Regions from separate parts of the Mus musculus genome. Here all the other regions are linked to region 3. The links are chromatin contacts, called in public HiCAR-type and promoter capture Hi-C maps. All regions are on one chromosome and are shown on one strand. Each heading gives the region's core, a stretch centred on a gene start, on an enhancer-like site or on the middle of the called end of the contact. The rest is flanking DNA. Distances are from core to core; before and after follow the strand shown. Region 1 holds the start of Actg1 (actin, gamma, cytoplasmic 1). Region 2 holds the start of Ppp1r27 (protein phosphatase 1, regulatory subunit 27). Region 3 holds the start of Eif4a3 (eukaryotic translation initiation factor 4A3). Region 4 holds the start of Mrpl12 (mitochondrial ribosomal protein L12). Region 5 holds the start of Cyth1 (cytohesin 1).

Region 1 (2,700 bases), core at 71-2,570, 1.0 Mb after region 3:
GGTCCAGACGCAAGATGGCGTGGGGAAGGGCGTAGCCCTCATAGATGGGCACTGTGTGTGTGACCCCGTCACCAGAGTCCATGACAATGCCAGTGGTGCGCCCAGATGCATACAAGGACAGCACCGCCTGAATGGCCACGTACATGGCTGGGGTATTGAAGGTTTCAAACATTATCTGTGGAAAGACAAAGAACACCTGAGTGAGTGAGTAGCAGGGGCCCTGAGCCTCCCACACCCACACTCTGCATGCTGCATGCCACAAATGTGATGTGTGAAGAAAAAAAGAACAGAACGCAAGCAGAAACGCAAACAGAAACCTGGAGGCTTCAGGGAGGAAATGCCAGGAGAAGAGGAACAGAACCCTAGAAACACCAAAGAAACGCTTGAATGTCAGGAAATGAGGCACAACACAAAATGACTCGTCACGCCCAAGGGGAGGCAAGGTCCCGGCTCAAGCATACCTGCGTCATCTTCTCTCTGTTAGCTTTGGGGTTCAGGGGGGCCTCGGTCAGAAGCACCGGGTGCTCCTCAGGAGCCACACGCAGCTCATTGTAGAAGGTGTGGTGCCAGATCTTCTCCATGTCGTCCCAGTTAGTGACAATGCCGTGTTCGATAGGGTACTTCAGGGTCAGGATACCCCTCTTGCTCTGGGCCTCGTCACCCACGTATGAGTCTTTCTGGCCCATGCCCACCATGACGCCCTGCGAGAGAAAAGGCCGCGGTCAGACTCGCCCCACCCACCGCGCGACCCGGGCCCAGAGAGAACACAAGGGAGGCCACTCCTCTCAACTAACCTGGTGTCGGGGGCGCCCTACGATGGAAGGGAACACGGCCCTGGGGGCGTCGTCGCCAGCAAAGCCGGCTTTGCACATGCCGGAGCCATTGTCAATGACGAGTGCGGCGATTTCTTCTTCCATTGCGATCTGCGCAGGAAGAAGCCCCGGAATTAGCGCAGCCCTCACCGAACTCAGAAAATGTCCTCGGCCAGGGCCGAGCCACCCCGGAGGAGTGCAGTCCCCACCCCGGGCGGCGTAACCGTCGGCTACCGGCAGCGCCCCGTTCCGCCGCGGCGAGGAGGGGCTGCGCATTGCGTCGGGCCCCGCCCTGCCCCCAGCCGCGGCTGCAGACCCAGGCCCACCCGTCAGGCGCCCTGCGCTCCGCTCCGCTCCGCAGCGGTGCGGCAGGCAGGGTGAGCGGGAAGAAAGGGCCACAGGAAGTCACTGGGCCAAGCCCGGGGAGCGGCAGCTTACCGGCGAAGGACGCGGCGGCGACGGAGGAGCGGCAAGAAGCGCAGTGTAAGCCGGCGGCGGAGTGTGAGACCGACCGCGGCCTCCCCCGCCGCTATTTAAGCGGGAGCGGGCCGCGCGCGCGGGCGGGGGCGCGCGCGGCCCCAGAACATGTCCATATATGGCGATCTTTCCAAAAGCCGGGCGCCTATTGGCCCGCCCGCCAGGGACACGTGGGGCCCGGGCCCGCCCGCCCCTGGCCCGCGCCGCCGCCAACGGCCCCGCCCGCGCCGCCCCCGCGCGCTCGCGACCCCGGGAGGCCCGGTTCTTGCTCGCGGGGGTCTCGGCGAGTGGCGTGCGTGCGATCGGCCCTGCCCTGCCCCGGGACTGCCGCGTAGCAGGGAGGGCCCGGGCTGCGCCCCGAAACTGCCAAGCCCGGGGCGGGCCGCGCCCCGATCTGGGGTGAGTCCCGTGGCCCCCGCCCCTATGTGAATCCTGTGCCCCGCACACCCCCCAGGACCTTTCTCTACAGGGTCCGTGTGTGCCTGGCTGGGGACGGGCTGGAGGGATTCCCGGGGGTCCGGGGAGCGGCCATCACATCCCAGTCACGTGGGAGAGGGTCACCAGTTCTTCCACTTCAGCCATGTCCCTTTATTGGAGGAGGGGTCGTCACGGGGTTGGGTGTCCCTGGGCATCAAAGAAGGTGGTGGTGGTGGTGTGAGTGGGCATTGTGTTATGCTGGCTTTGCGGGACACATTGTAGGGAAACTGAGGCAGGGGAAGTCTCCCGACTTTCAGGATGGTCCAGCCCCGCCCCCCGCGTGGGTCAGCTGGCGAGACTCCTCTCCACTGATTATGAAGTCCGGGTCAAACTGGTTTTGGGCACAGAATGCTTAGGCCTTAGTCCCCTCCGGACAGGCGTGGGGGGCGGGCCGGCCTCGCTGCCCTTCTCCCGGCTGTTTGGAAACTTGTCACCCTTAGCAGGGTCGTGGCGCTGCCGTCCTAGATGGTGCCTGAAGAGAAAGCTGGCACGGGAGTTAACCGGGTTTTATTTGTAAGCTTCTGGAATGGTTCATTGTGGAATGAAGCGGAGGGTAGCAGTGAGGTGAGGGACTCCAAGGTCACAGGGCACAGAGCTTGATTCGAGCAGGTACGGGGTGCCACTCCCACCCTATGCACAGGCGCTCTCAGGCAGCCCTGCAAGGTCAGCTCCCCATCTGAGACATGAACACAAGACCCAGGGGGACCAAGCAGCCTGCCCTGCTTACCTGCTGGCCATAAACCCGTGCCAACACTCAGTCACCTTTTGTGCAACATCAGGCCTAGAAAGAAGGGCGCTGGCCCTGTGGTTGTACAGAGGTGCCTGTCAAATGGGAGCACCACCCATGAGGGGGATGCAGGGCTGGACCTCCAGGACCCCACCATGAGCCTACAGGAGCTAACAGCTAACTAACACTTGTAGGTGGGGGTGAGAG
Region 2 (2,700 bases), core at 57-2,556, 1.3 Mb after region 3:
GGGGGAAGGGAGGGGTTGCCGGGCATCTCTGAACAAGAACATCGGCGCACCGGCCCCGGACACGCATTTCCCCGGCCCTGCGCTGCCAGCGAGCCCCCGCGTACCTGGCGATGGTTTTGTACTGGACTGCGCTAATCAAGTCATCATCACAGCTTGGGAATTATGTTTATTGAAAAAGTAAAAAGTATCACCATTAAAAAACAAACAAACCTGGAGAAAAAGCCAGGCCAGAGAAATGGGTATAGGGGCAAGAGGGTCGTTCCCCACAAGTCCTAACCAGCCTGGCTGCCTCACTGCACATCCAGTGGGCACTCTAGTCCTTGGGGCAAGGTGCTTGCCACTTCTCCAAGGAGGCGCAAGCCCCAAAGGGCTCTCCTGGCTCAGTCCATGCTGGTTCCTTTGAAGAGTTCCACCAAGTCTTTGAAGTCCGGGTCAATAAGGTCGGAGGGCAGATCGCCATCATCATTGGCTGCATCTCTGTCTGCCCCCAAAGAGATGAGATACCTGAGGTGTGAAGGGCAGGTGGTTAAAGCCTACTCAGCCCACTCCGGGGCCAAAAGGCTAGAATATTGGGGTCACCTGTTTGTTTTTTCCAGGCAGAGTGAGGAGGAAGAAACCTGACCCCTTGGAAGCTGTGGCCAGATTTTCCGGCTTGCTCTAATGTTGCAATCGGGTAGAAACTGCCAGAATCCCTGAGTTGATGCCTACATCCTCAGAGCCATATTTTGGGGGGGTCCACCTGGAGAGATTAGGATGAAACCTCTGAACCACATTCCATAGTCTCACCTGGCTATGTCAGGGTACCCATCACTGCAAGCGATGTGCAGTGGTGTCCAGCCTGTCTCATCCCGCTGGTGAATGTCAGCCCCGTATTTGACTAGCAACTTCACACACTCTAGGTTTCCAGAGAGCACAGCTTCATGCAGAGCAGCCAGTCCTGGGCAGGGTGGGAACACAGGGTCAAAGCTGTAACCCTCAGAAGAGGATCTCCCCTGCCTCCTTATGGACAGAAGGCCAGACTCTCAGTTATCTACTCACCTGAGGGATGGATAGTGTCTAGGGAGACTTTCCGAGCCCGGATAAAGCGTCCCACCTGCTCCAGGTCGCCTTGTCGAATGTGGTCCAAGAAGAGAACATCGTTAGGGAAGCGCACGCTCCGATCGGCCAACATCCGCCGCCTCCGCTGTCGGGGGCTGTAGCGAGCATAGCGGACCGTTCGGCTGGGCATCCTGGGATTGAGGTGGGCTATCTCTGTGGGTATGAGTGAGAAAGTGTCCCTACCAGACCAGATCTGTGTAAGCTCTCCTGCTCGACAGAACCTCGATTCCAGCTTATAAAGGGCTTGCGAGGCTATATAAAGCCACGCAGTCATGCTTGCAGACGCGAGGGGCTGAAACTGAGCTGCTCCGCGCTCCCTGAGCACAGGATCATGTTTAGTGGCTCATCTTTCAGCACACCTGTCACTATGTCCGGCCAAAGGGGTCAGATCCTTCCTGGCTACTACTCCCTCTCCGCAGCTGGACCTAGAAGGTGCCTTATAGAGGACAGAAGGACTAGGAGAGAGTCCATGAAGAAAGCTGTGGATGTGAGCTCAAGGGCATCAAGAGGGTCTAAGCTTAAAGGATGATGGATCACCTGTCTACCTACTGGGAGCTGAGCTCCCTCCCCATCTGAAGAGCACCAATCCATTGTCATTTAGGAGGTCACAGCCCTGTCCATTTCCCAATGTGTCACTCTCACCTCTCCAAGAGTAGATTCCCAAAACTGCCTTTAGGGTGCATCATACTGACATCTCAACTCTACAGACAGATCAACACTACTAGTCCTATGGGACTCACCCAGCACACACACATACTGCCTCTGTTTTCTGGACAGCCTATGGACTCATGTTGAAGATATCCAGTCTGATCCTAAGAGTCAGGGGATGGTTTCCATTATGGGTGAAGAAAGGGAAGGACCCCATACAAAGCTTCCTGCAGCTTCTTTGCCAGCTGTCTTGCTTTTACAACAGGTTCAACTGTGGTGTCAGGCGATGCTTGGCTTGGGGGTATGAGACTACCAGGTAGACAGAATGCAAGAACAGAGTTGGGCCAGAGGAGCCCAGAAGCTTGGCTGTGGAGCTACAGATAGCTCCCAACTCAACAGCTTCCCCTGCATCCCTGAATGCTAATGGTGGACTCTGCAGATTGGGTTAAGCCAGAACTTAAACCCTCATGGTTGCAGTGGCTGGCAGCCTCATACCAGGAAGGGCTCCTTCTGAGGTTCTGAGGGAGCCTTTGCACCAAGCTTACCAGAGTTTACCAGCCTCAGTCCTTGGTGTTCTTTGGCTTCTAAAAGTATCACACAATCCCTCCATTCATATCTAACGCTGCTGTCTACGCCTGTGTCCAAATCCTATGCCCCCACACATACACTTTTCTTTGTAACTCAGGCAAACTCCTGAGCATCCTGCCCTCAGTTACCACCTGCGAGTTTACGAGGGTGCACTACCACAGTCAGTTACCCCATTACTTTTTTTATTTCCCCCCACCCCCAGGGAAGGTAGTTGTTTTCCAGGTTGGCCAGTCCTGAACTCAGAATTCTCCCTCAGGCTCCTCAAAATTGTGCTAGAATTACAGGCCTGTGCTGTCACATCTGGCTCAGATAGCTCCTTACAAAGGCATAAATGTTCTTACAAAGATTTAGGGCACAGTGCACTAC
Region 3 (2,700 bases), core at 171-2,670:
CCTCTGTCTCCCAAGTGCTGGGATTAAAGCTGTGAGACTGGCTTGTTGTAGTTTATTTTTACACTCTTTTAAGATGTAGCTAGTGACACTTGCCAGCTCAACACAGGACTTGTAATGCTATTCTTGGCTGCCAACTTGCCTACATCTGGGATTACCGAAAACCCAAGCTGGGTATCATTAAAAATGGGAGGGACCAATCTTCCTGGTCTAGTGAGTTCCAGGGCAGCTAGGGCTAGGTAGAGACCCTACCTCAAAACAACAACAACAACAACAATCCTGGCTTGGTGTGGCACACCTTTAACCCCACCATCTGGGAGGCAGAGGCAGGGAATCTCTGAGTTTGAGGCCAGCCTGGTCTACAAAGAATTCCAGGACGGCCAGGGCTCCAAAGAGAAAGTCTCAAAAAAAAAAAGGAAAAAAGAAAAGGACAGAAACAAAAAGACAAAGCTCATTTGGCCTCCCTTAAATGCTCCTAAACACACACCAGCAGCATGACCGACCATTCACTCAAAAAAAAAAAAAAAAAAAAAAAATCCAGCTCCAACTCAACGACAACATCAGCATCTCTCTTCTACAGTCCGGCCATCACCCCCGCCTCCTCTTCTAACTCCAAATCCAGACACCAAGATAAACTTTCAAACTGTAAGCCCGATCCTGTCAATTTTGCTTAGAGCCCTGCAGTGGCTTCCAGCGGTATTTAGGAATGAATCTCAAAATCTTTACCCAGGCGTTTAAAACATGACAGGGGGTTCTTTTTCTGTTCCTGGCACAGGTCTGGCCATGGCTTCGAGAAGCCAGGGTCACCCTGGTGATTATGAACGCCTCTGGGAGCTCTCTCTCGGCTCTTTTAACTGTCCCCTACCAATCTACCTACTCTACCCAGCTGCTCATTCTCTTGTTTTCCCAATTCCCACCGCCTGAAGCACTTTGGCTTCGTGTTTTTCGCCTCCCTAGAAAGCTTTAAACTCCCTAAGGCGAGAACCCACCAGACTTAGAGCCGCGACTTCCCCATCAAAGCTCGGGGCACCTCGGGGGACACACATGGCGATCCGCTCGCTACACGAGCCACTGAAGAGCCTGGCTGACTGCAGCCCCGGGGGAGCAGGCCGGAGCTCTGGGGCGGAGCCGCTCGTCGCCGCCGGGCCTAACCCCGTCCTACCGGGGCCCGGCCCCCAACCTCCCCCGCCTCGAGGCCCGCGCCCCACCGTAGGCGTAGATGCCGCGCAGCAGGTCCTCTCGCAGGCCCATGGTGTCGAACGTGGGGGTCACGTCCACCTCCTCGCTCGTCTCGAACTCCACTTTGGTCATGTCCTCCTCTTTGAGCAGCCGCTTCCGCGCCGAGCCAGACGTCGCCATCGTGGCGTTAGCCGCCATGATCCGGATTCCGCAGAAAGACAACTGCAAGCCGCGGCGGGAACCGGATGTAAGGCGCGCGCCGCCGGCCCGGTCGGGAGGAAGTGACGCGCCGCAGCGCCGCGGAAGAGCGTCAAGAGGGGCGGAAGGCACGGCGCTCCAGGTCTCGCGATATTCCGCGCTCCGCGGGATTCGGCGAGAGGCTGGGCTTGCCGTCGCTAAGCGCCTGCGGCTCTCCGTACTCTCGGCTCCTTGGATGTCCGCAGCCGGCTCGGGATAGGGATGTGGGTCTCTGGGAGGAGCAAGACGGACGCCAGGGTGTCCCCGAGGGTACGGGGCAAGGGAAGATGGCACCGCCCGATGGGCTCCGCGCTCCTTCGCAGCTGACTGCGTTGCCATGGCAACCGCAGCGCTAAGCGGCGGGAGAATCAAGCTGCTCGCCCGGGGTGGCTGGGGAAATCAGTGGGGACCGAGGGGAGAGCAGGGGCCGCCTAAGCTGCCATCACATCTGAGAATCCTTCAGAGCCGCTGACCCCAGTCACTCTGAAGAATCCTGATTTTCAACGTAGGCTCCACAAGGGCTTTGCTCCTTACTGGGGCACGTCTGTCTGTCTGTTTTGTTTGTTTCTGAGGGTGGATCGAGCCGTACCCCGAGTTCTAGCAAACATTCATTTGCACTTGGCCTCTTTCCTTTTTTCTGCTTTTGAGGAAAGATGACTAAATCGTTAAGAGCCGTTACTCCTCTTCCAGGGAACCTTGTTATGCTCCAGCGCTTAGACCGTGTGACTCACAACAGCCTGTCTTCCCCAGCTCCAAGCGATCCAGTACTTCTGGCCTCTGTGGGGGCCACACTCACACAAACACACACTAACACAAATCTTTTAAAGCTACTATAAGAAACCTCATTTTGTGTAGATATGTTTCGTTATAACCAGATTATCTTTTCATGGAGAAGTTGTGGGTTGCAGTATGTCCGCCCAAAAATAAATAAATAAATAAATAAATAAATAAAACAAGTTATCACCTCCTTCCCTAGAGAGCTCTGCTCTTGCTCTGGTATCAGGATTTGTCCAGACCAGGTAAACGATTGAAGACACAGAGCTGGCCACCCTTCTGGGACTAAACAACTGAGTTCCAAGTTCTCTTGCCTTCTCACTCCACAAGGATTTATTCCTGGTGCTCATGCAGTTTGGCAAGCCTGACTTTAAGGGTGGTTTTGCAATCTCTGCTGTAAAGTACACGTGGATTTTAATGACCTCCTAAGAAAAGAATGGAAAGTCTCCATTTCATACTGCCTGTTGAAATGAGTCTAATTATAGTTTGGGGATACTGTTTAAAATGCAGCTT
Region 4 (2,700 bases), core at 115-2,614, 1.2 Mb after region 3:
TGCCATTGCCATATTGGTAACAACCTGATCTACTATGTGCTAAGGTGAAGCTTGTTCTAAGCCGAAGGTTTTGTTTGTGAAGGGGGGTGATGAGCCTATCTGCTCTTTCTCTCCAGATGGCCCCCAGCACCGGCCCTCCCCAGCAGCAACCCCCTGTGGCCCAGCCAGCGCCTACACAGGGACCGCCAGCACAGGGCAGTGAGGCCCAGCTCATCTCCTTTGACTGACCTTGAGTCTGGCGCTCACCATGCAGAGTAACACTACAGTTCACCAGAAACCACTTATATGTCTAACTAGCCATTCCTCCCCTATTACTGCCCTGTAGTGTCCCTTCTGTGAGCAAGGGGTGGGCCTTCCCCCTTGGCCCTCTTCCCTGTCCTCGGTGGTCTGGCTCCTATCACTGGTTCCCTGCTTCAGTCCTGATGCCGTCTGACCTCCCCGGGACTGGGGCTCTGCAGGGCAAGTAGAACCTTCTCTGGAGAGTGCCCGGCTGTGTTGGGTGCCACAGGTGAATGCTGTGGGGATGCTTAGCCTGGCCCGGAGTCTGATGTGAACTAACTGTGTGGTGTCCAGGCCTGGCCCTGGTACCCAGAAGAACCATGTGGCTCCTGCACAGCAAGGGTAGAAGCTTTAGGTATCTCTGTCTCCCCTTCTCCTTGGATGTCATCTCTCAGTGCAGAGCAGTGAAAATAAAATGTATTTCAAAACTCTCATGATTGATTGTTCGGGCAGCAGGCTGGGTTGGACCAACAATTTAATAGTCTGCATCTGTTGTGGAGTGTGCTGGGTACTGGCTGAGAAACCGTGGACTTGCCAACAGTCTCCTTCCTGGTGGGGATTCTGCAGACTCATCTGGTGCAGGATACATCACCAGGCGGGTGAGGAAGGGTGCAAACGCGGGCTTTTGCAGCCCAACTGCCCTCAGGATTACCCACTGCTTAAGGTTTTAGCTCTCAATAGCTCACCCTGAAATATACGGTTCAACCTGACTTCTGTGAGGTCTCAAGTTTTGCTCTTTCCCTCCCCGCTAAGCGCCCGCCTTAGTGTGCACTCAAAGGAGGCGGTTCCGCCTAGTGAGCTCTTGGGAGGACTCCAGGCCCTTCCTTCTCCTAGGTTTAGAGTACTGGGCTCCTGAGGTTGCTAACCTCTTGGACCACTGAGTTGAATTCAAGGGGCTATGAGTTCCGTAGGTAAAGGGGTGGGGGCGCCTACTTATTCCCCTGGCGAGACAAAGGCGTGCGGAACACGACTGATGGAGAAAGCGCCAACCCAGTATTGTCTCCGCGCCTGCGCGTCGCACCGCCTAGTGCGTAATACCAGGAGCCAACCCGGGCTAGAGCGGCCCGGACAGCTCGCCTCCTCCCGGATAGAGCGTCGCTTCCGCTTAGAGCCGCGTGTGACCTTCCCGCTTGCGGAGCTATGCTGCCGGTGGCGGCTAGCCGCTGCCTGTGGGGGCCACGGCTTGGACTCCGGGGGGCAGCGCTTCGCCTTGCCAGGTAAAGCGGTGGTCTAGAGCGCCATTGCCGGGGCGGCGGGCAGGAAGTAGGTTCAGAGGGAAGGGGTGACGGGCGCATCGCCACCTTCCGCGGCCCAGCCTGCGGGGCGTGGAGAGGGCGGCTCGGCCTGGGCGACCTTGGGTGCAGGTACCTTTCGTCCCCAGCTTCCCGCCGCTGAGACCCATCGCCGTGGTCGGCAGCATAGCCCGAGCCCCGTGCTTTGGAAGGCTTGGTGCAGCACTGTGCACCCGCCAGGCTGATGTATTCCATTCAACCAGAAGCCTGCCGTTCTGGGCAGTATTGCAGACATAGTCGTGGGCTCCTGAGGCTCTATGGGAAATGTAGGAAAGCTTTTTCGGGTCCCTTAACCCCAGCTTGTGGAGCCTGGCCTCAGCGGTGGCAGACTGAGCACATGGATCTTGTACCCTTGAGTCTCCCGTTTTTTCTGATCTAACGGCTGTTTGCCTGGGGTAGGCAACAGATGCCCAGCGTCTGTGCAGCGCGGCAGTTGAGAAGCAGCAGCCACCGAAGGAGTGAAGCACTCGCCGGCGCACCTCTGGATAATGCTCCCAAAGAATACCCCCCCAAGATCCAGCAGCTGGTCCAAGACATTGCCAGCCTTACGCTCCTGGAGATCTCAGACCTCAACGAACTCCTGAAGGTATTAGGAGAGATCGGCACAGGCCAGGACTAAAGTCCCTGCCTTCTAGTTGTATTTTTACCAAACAAAGGTCAGAGGTCCCTGTCTCTTCTGGGGTGTTTTGGGAGTTTGGTAAATTATCAAATGTACTTTCCTAGGTGGTAGGGCCAAATAGGCTTGTACCTCCATTTGTACCTCCATTTAGGGTTTGATAAGCAGCCACTGAGACCTCTCCTTCATCCTACAGAAAACATTGAAGATCCAGGATGTCGGCCTTATGCCAATGGGTGGCATGGTGCCTGGTCCCGTCTCTGCTGCAGCACCGGCCTCTGAGGTGAGCCTAGGCCACAGGAAGACCCAGTTCTGTGTGCCCAGTTAACTGCCCGACTCAATAACTTAGGTATTTCCCTGTTCCTCCTTGAGTCTGTAGCTGTAATCCCTGTGTTCTGCTGTGGGCTCCCTGCAATAGCTTTGGGAAATTTTCTGCCGAAGGCATTCGAGATCTTTACTAGTGCGTGCATGTGTGTGGGTGTGCATGAGCAGGGGGTGGTCAAAGGTCAGCTT
Region 5 (2,700 bases), core at 176-2,675, 1.1 Mb before region 3:
GTGTTCACACATCTGAAGCTCTGGGAGTTGTTAGCCATAATCCTCATGGCTTCACCGGGTCAGGGTTCTCTAAGGGCTCCCCTGCAAAGCCCTAACACTCTTCCCTCTTGGTACTTTAATATTCCTCACCAGAGTGTGAGGAGGCAAAGTTACCTGTGAGGCAACACACCGGAGTTTGGCTCCACTAAGCCGTATAAGCTTGTTAAGTTCCTGAGCCATACTTCCCTGCCAAACCAGTAAAAGGTCACCACTCGCCCTACCTGCCATTCCTTCTTCCATTCCTCCTGGAAACAATGCTAACAACCACGTAAAGCATTTCAAATAACCTTCTACAACTCCAGAGACTGCACACCCTCGGAGGGACCAGAGCCCTGGCTGTTCGCCAACAAGCAGCAAGGTTAGCCAGGAGAGTCTAAATCGCTTCTGCCCTGGTGGAGGATGTGGACTGGTGTCATTACCCGGCTACCTTCAGGCAACAGCTCAAACTTGATCCCCTTGCCCGGTGTGGTCAGGCCCTGACTGACAGACCAGGGGACCAGGAGCTAATTCACAATGCGACGGTAGCACGAACCTGACCGACGTCCCCGGCTCAGAGGCCCCGGTCAGGCCACTTGTGTTCATCTCAGAACAAAGAGCTGGATGGGGCACATAACTTCTAACACCCCTGAGAGCCGGAAACTACTAGGGAACACAGGCCGGCCGGGCGTGTTAGTCCCGCGGCCGCTCGCGGCGTCTGCCACCCCGGTGACAAGCAGCAGGCGACTCGTCTTAAAGACTACGACCCCGGTCACCTGGCCCTGACTCCCCTCGGCACCCCGGGGCTCCTCAGCATCCTCATGACCCTCAGCGCTCCGGTTAACCCCCGCCGCGGAGACCCTCTAACCCCGGCGACTCCCCTTCCGGGGCCCCTAGACTCGCAAACCTCAGCCCCAGCGACCCCCAGGCCCGAGTAACCTCGGTCCTGGAGCCCGAAAGCAATTCCCGGTTTTACACCCGTCTCCGTCGGCGCCCTCAGGTTCGGGCGACCCCTGCCGTGACCCTCCAGGCCTGGGTGACCCACAGCCCCGGCAACCCTCAGGCTCGAGTGACACTCAGTTCCCAGCGACCCTCAGGCCCGGGTGACTCTCAGTTCACGGCGACCCAAAGGTCCAGGCGACCCTCAGCCCCGGCGACCCTCAGGCCCTCGAGCGTCTGGGCAGTCACCCCCGGGCCCTCGCACTGCCGCCACCCGGCGCTCCGCGTCCCGTCCCAGGGACACCGGCGCAGGCGGAAGCTCACGAAGGGGCAGCGGACCGGCCCCACTCACCATAGCTGTCATCGTCCTCCATGGTGCTGGCGACCGGCTCCGGCCCGCGACCGCCACTGACCTCCCGCAGCCCGCGTCCTGCCAGACACCAGCTCGCCACAGGCCAGCTCCGAGCCGCGGAGCCCCGCCCCCCGCACCGCGCCCGCACTGCCCAGCACGCGCCTGCGCACGCGCCGCCCGAGGCACCGCCCCCGGCACAAGGTCCCGCCCACAGCCAAAACGCGCGTGCGTGAACGCCCTCTAGGCCCCGTCCCCTTGAGGACCTCTTTAGTTTGCGTTTACGCAAGCGCGGCACCTAGGCTCTGCCTATCTATGACTCCGCCCCCAAGTCACGCCCTCTCTCCTTAGGTACCGCCCCCTCTCCTCGGGGCAGGGCAGTTTCGGGTTTCAAGTTTCACAAGCGTGCGTAGGCCGCGGGCGTGGTTTACTAGCCAGGGCCAGCGTCCAGCCACTCGGCTGGTTAAACATACTCAAGGTCACGGGTATAACCCGAAGGGTAAGGTGGCCCTAGCTGTATCCGCCTCGGACACCAACACGTCGAGGAGGAAATTACCTAAACTCATCTGTGTTCGTTACTTATACTTCCTACCGGCGCCAAGTTGCACAGGAGGACATAACTTCCAAATTAGTAGCCTCAATTTACAGGCTCTGCTGCTTTCTTCGGGAGGACCGGTTGATCCCCCTTTGCAGTTGTGGCCAGGGGCTGCTTCTGTGGAGGTGAGAGCATTTATGCGGTAGGAGGTCTCTGCAGAATTAATCAGTGGAAGCACCAACCAATGATCTGAAAAGGCCCTTAGGGAACACCCTGTCCTGTGAACTCTAGCCAAGTGACCAGCAGGGAGTGCATTGCAGCTCAATGACAGAGCACTTGCCTAGCAATGTGAGAGACCCTAGATTGCATCCCAGAGACCAGGGGAAAGGAGAAAACTAATTCCCAGACTCAGAGGGTCTTATATGGGCTGGGGCATCTCTGGGTGGTAGGTCCCTGTCCAGGATGTCCTCCACCACAGCATGCACAAACCCTTCTTACCCCAGAAAGGCCTGGGGTAGTGGTGCTTGCCTGTGGCATACCTGTTGTTAGTCTAGCGTCCCAGGAAACTGAGGCAGGAGGACAATATAGTGAAACTCCACCTCAAAAACAAAACAAAACAAAACAAAACAAAAACCTACAAATACAGCAAAAGAGACACTGGGAAGTTTTGGGACGGGTCTTCCTGATTGAAACAAAGACTTGAAATCCCCCATGCAGCCCCAGAACCAGCCTTCTACCCCCACAGCTCCCTCTCTCTGCAAATCACTGCCTGTAGAGGGTTGTGGGAATCTCTGGGCTTCTGCAGGGCATGAAGGGGCCAGGCCAACCACATGGGGAGGAAGGAGAGTCAGGTCTTTCCTTG

What was found. Promoter capture Hi-C pulls out the DNA fragments that hold promoters and counts their contacts. HiCAR-type assays count read pairs that join an accessible place to other places.
Region 1: a contact with region 3 is called in a promoter capture Hi-C map of pre-B cells, with 3 times the contacts expected there. The contact joins the promoter of Actg1 here to the promoter of Eif4a3 in region 3. A contact is called at or near these places in 4 of 39 promoter capture datasets (hippocampal neurons, liver and pre-B cells) and 2 of 115 datasets of contacts at active chromatin or transcription factors (embryonic stem cells and pancreatic cancer cells).
Region 2: a promoter capture Hi-C map of pre-B cells shows a contact between it and region 3, with 2.5 times the contacts expected there. The contact joins the promoter of Ppp1r27 here to the promoter of Eif4a3 in region 3. A contact is called at or near these places in 3 of 39 promoter capture datasets (the 3T3-L1 cell line, the C10 cell line and pre-B cells).
Region 4: a promoter capture Hi-C map of pre-B cells shows a contact between it and region 3, with 4 times the contacts expected there. The contact joins the promoter of Mrpl12 here to the promoter of Eif4a3 in region 3. A contact is called at or near these places in 6 of 39 promoter capture datasets (the C10 cell line, erythroid cells, hippocampal neurons and 2 more) and 1 of 115 datasets of contacts at active chromatin or transcription factors (pancreatic cancer cells).
Region 5: a contact with region 3 is called in a HiCAR-type map of astrocytes, with 3 times the contacts expected there. The contact joins the promoter of Cyth1 here to the promoter of Eif4a3 in region 3. A contact is called at or near these places in 2 of 39 promoter capture datasets (cranial neural crest and liver) and 1 of 115 datasets of contacts at active chromatin or transcription factors (astrocytes).

What each region holds. Positions count from the first base shown.
Region 1 is chr11:120,347,175-120,349,874 of GRCm38.p6, forward strand. Actg1 (actin, gamma, cytoplasmic 1) reads right to left here and starts at 1,321. Exons shown (of 6, transcript NM_009609.3): 1 at 1,251-1,321; 2 at 795-923; 3 at 462-701; 4 at 1-175. The coding sequence starts at 917. Mir6935 (microRNA 6935) reads right to left here and starts at 239; the gene lies at 176-239. 0610009L18Rik (RIKEN cDNA 0610009L18 gene) reads left to right here and starts at 1,504. Exons shown (of 2, transcript NR_038126.1): 1 at 1,504-1,688.
Region 2 is chr11:120,549,826-120,552,525 of GRCm38.p6, forward strand. Ppp1r27 (protein phosphatase 1, regulatory subunit 27) reads right to left here and starts at 1,307. Exons shown (of 3, transcript NM_026814.3): 1 at 1,039-1,307; 2 at 787-937; 3 at 150-504. The coding sequence starts at 1,228. The coding sequence ends at 381.
Region 3 is chr11:119,298,623-119,301,322 of GRCm38.p6, forward strand. Eif4a3 (eukaryotic translation initiation factor 4A3) reads right to left here and starts at 1,421. Exons shown (of 12, transcript NM_138669.1): 1 at 1,206-1,421. The coding sequence starts at 1,374.
Region 4 is chr11:120,483,273-120,485,972 of GRCm38.p6, forward strand. It overlaps Mrpl12 (mitochondrial ribosomal protein L12), which reads left to right and starts at 1,365. Exons shown (of 5, transcript NM_027204.3): 1 at 1,365-1,496; 2 at 1,971-2,157; 3 at 2,384-2,470. The coding sequence starts at 1,420. It overlaps Hgs (HGF-regulated tyrosine kinase substrate), which reads left to right. Exons shown (of 22, transcript NM_008244.3): 22 at 117-712. The coding sequence ends at 227.
Region 5 is chr11:118,247,133-118,249,832 of GRCm38.p6, forward strand. Cyth1 (cytohesin 1) reads right to left here and starts at 1,426. Exons shown (of 14, transcript NM_011180.4): 1 at 1,307-1,426. The coding sequence starts at 1,328.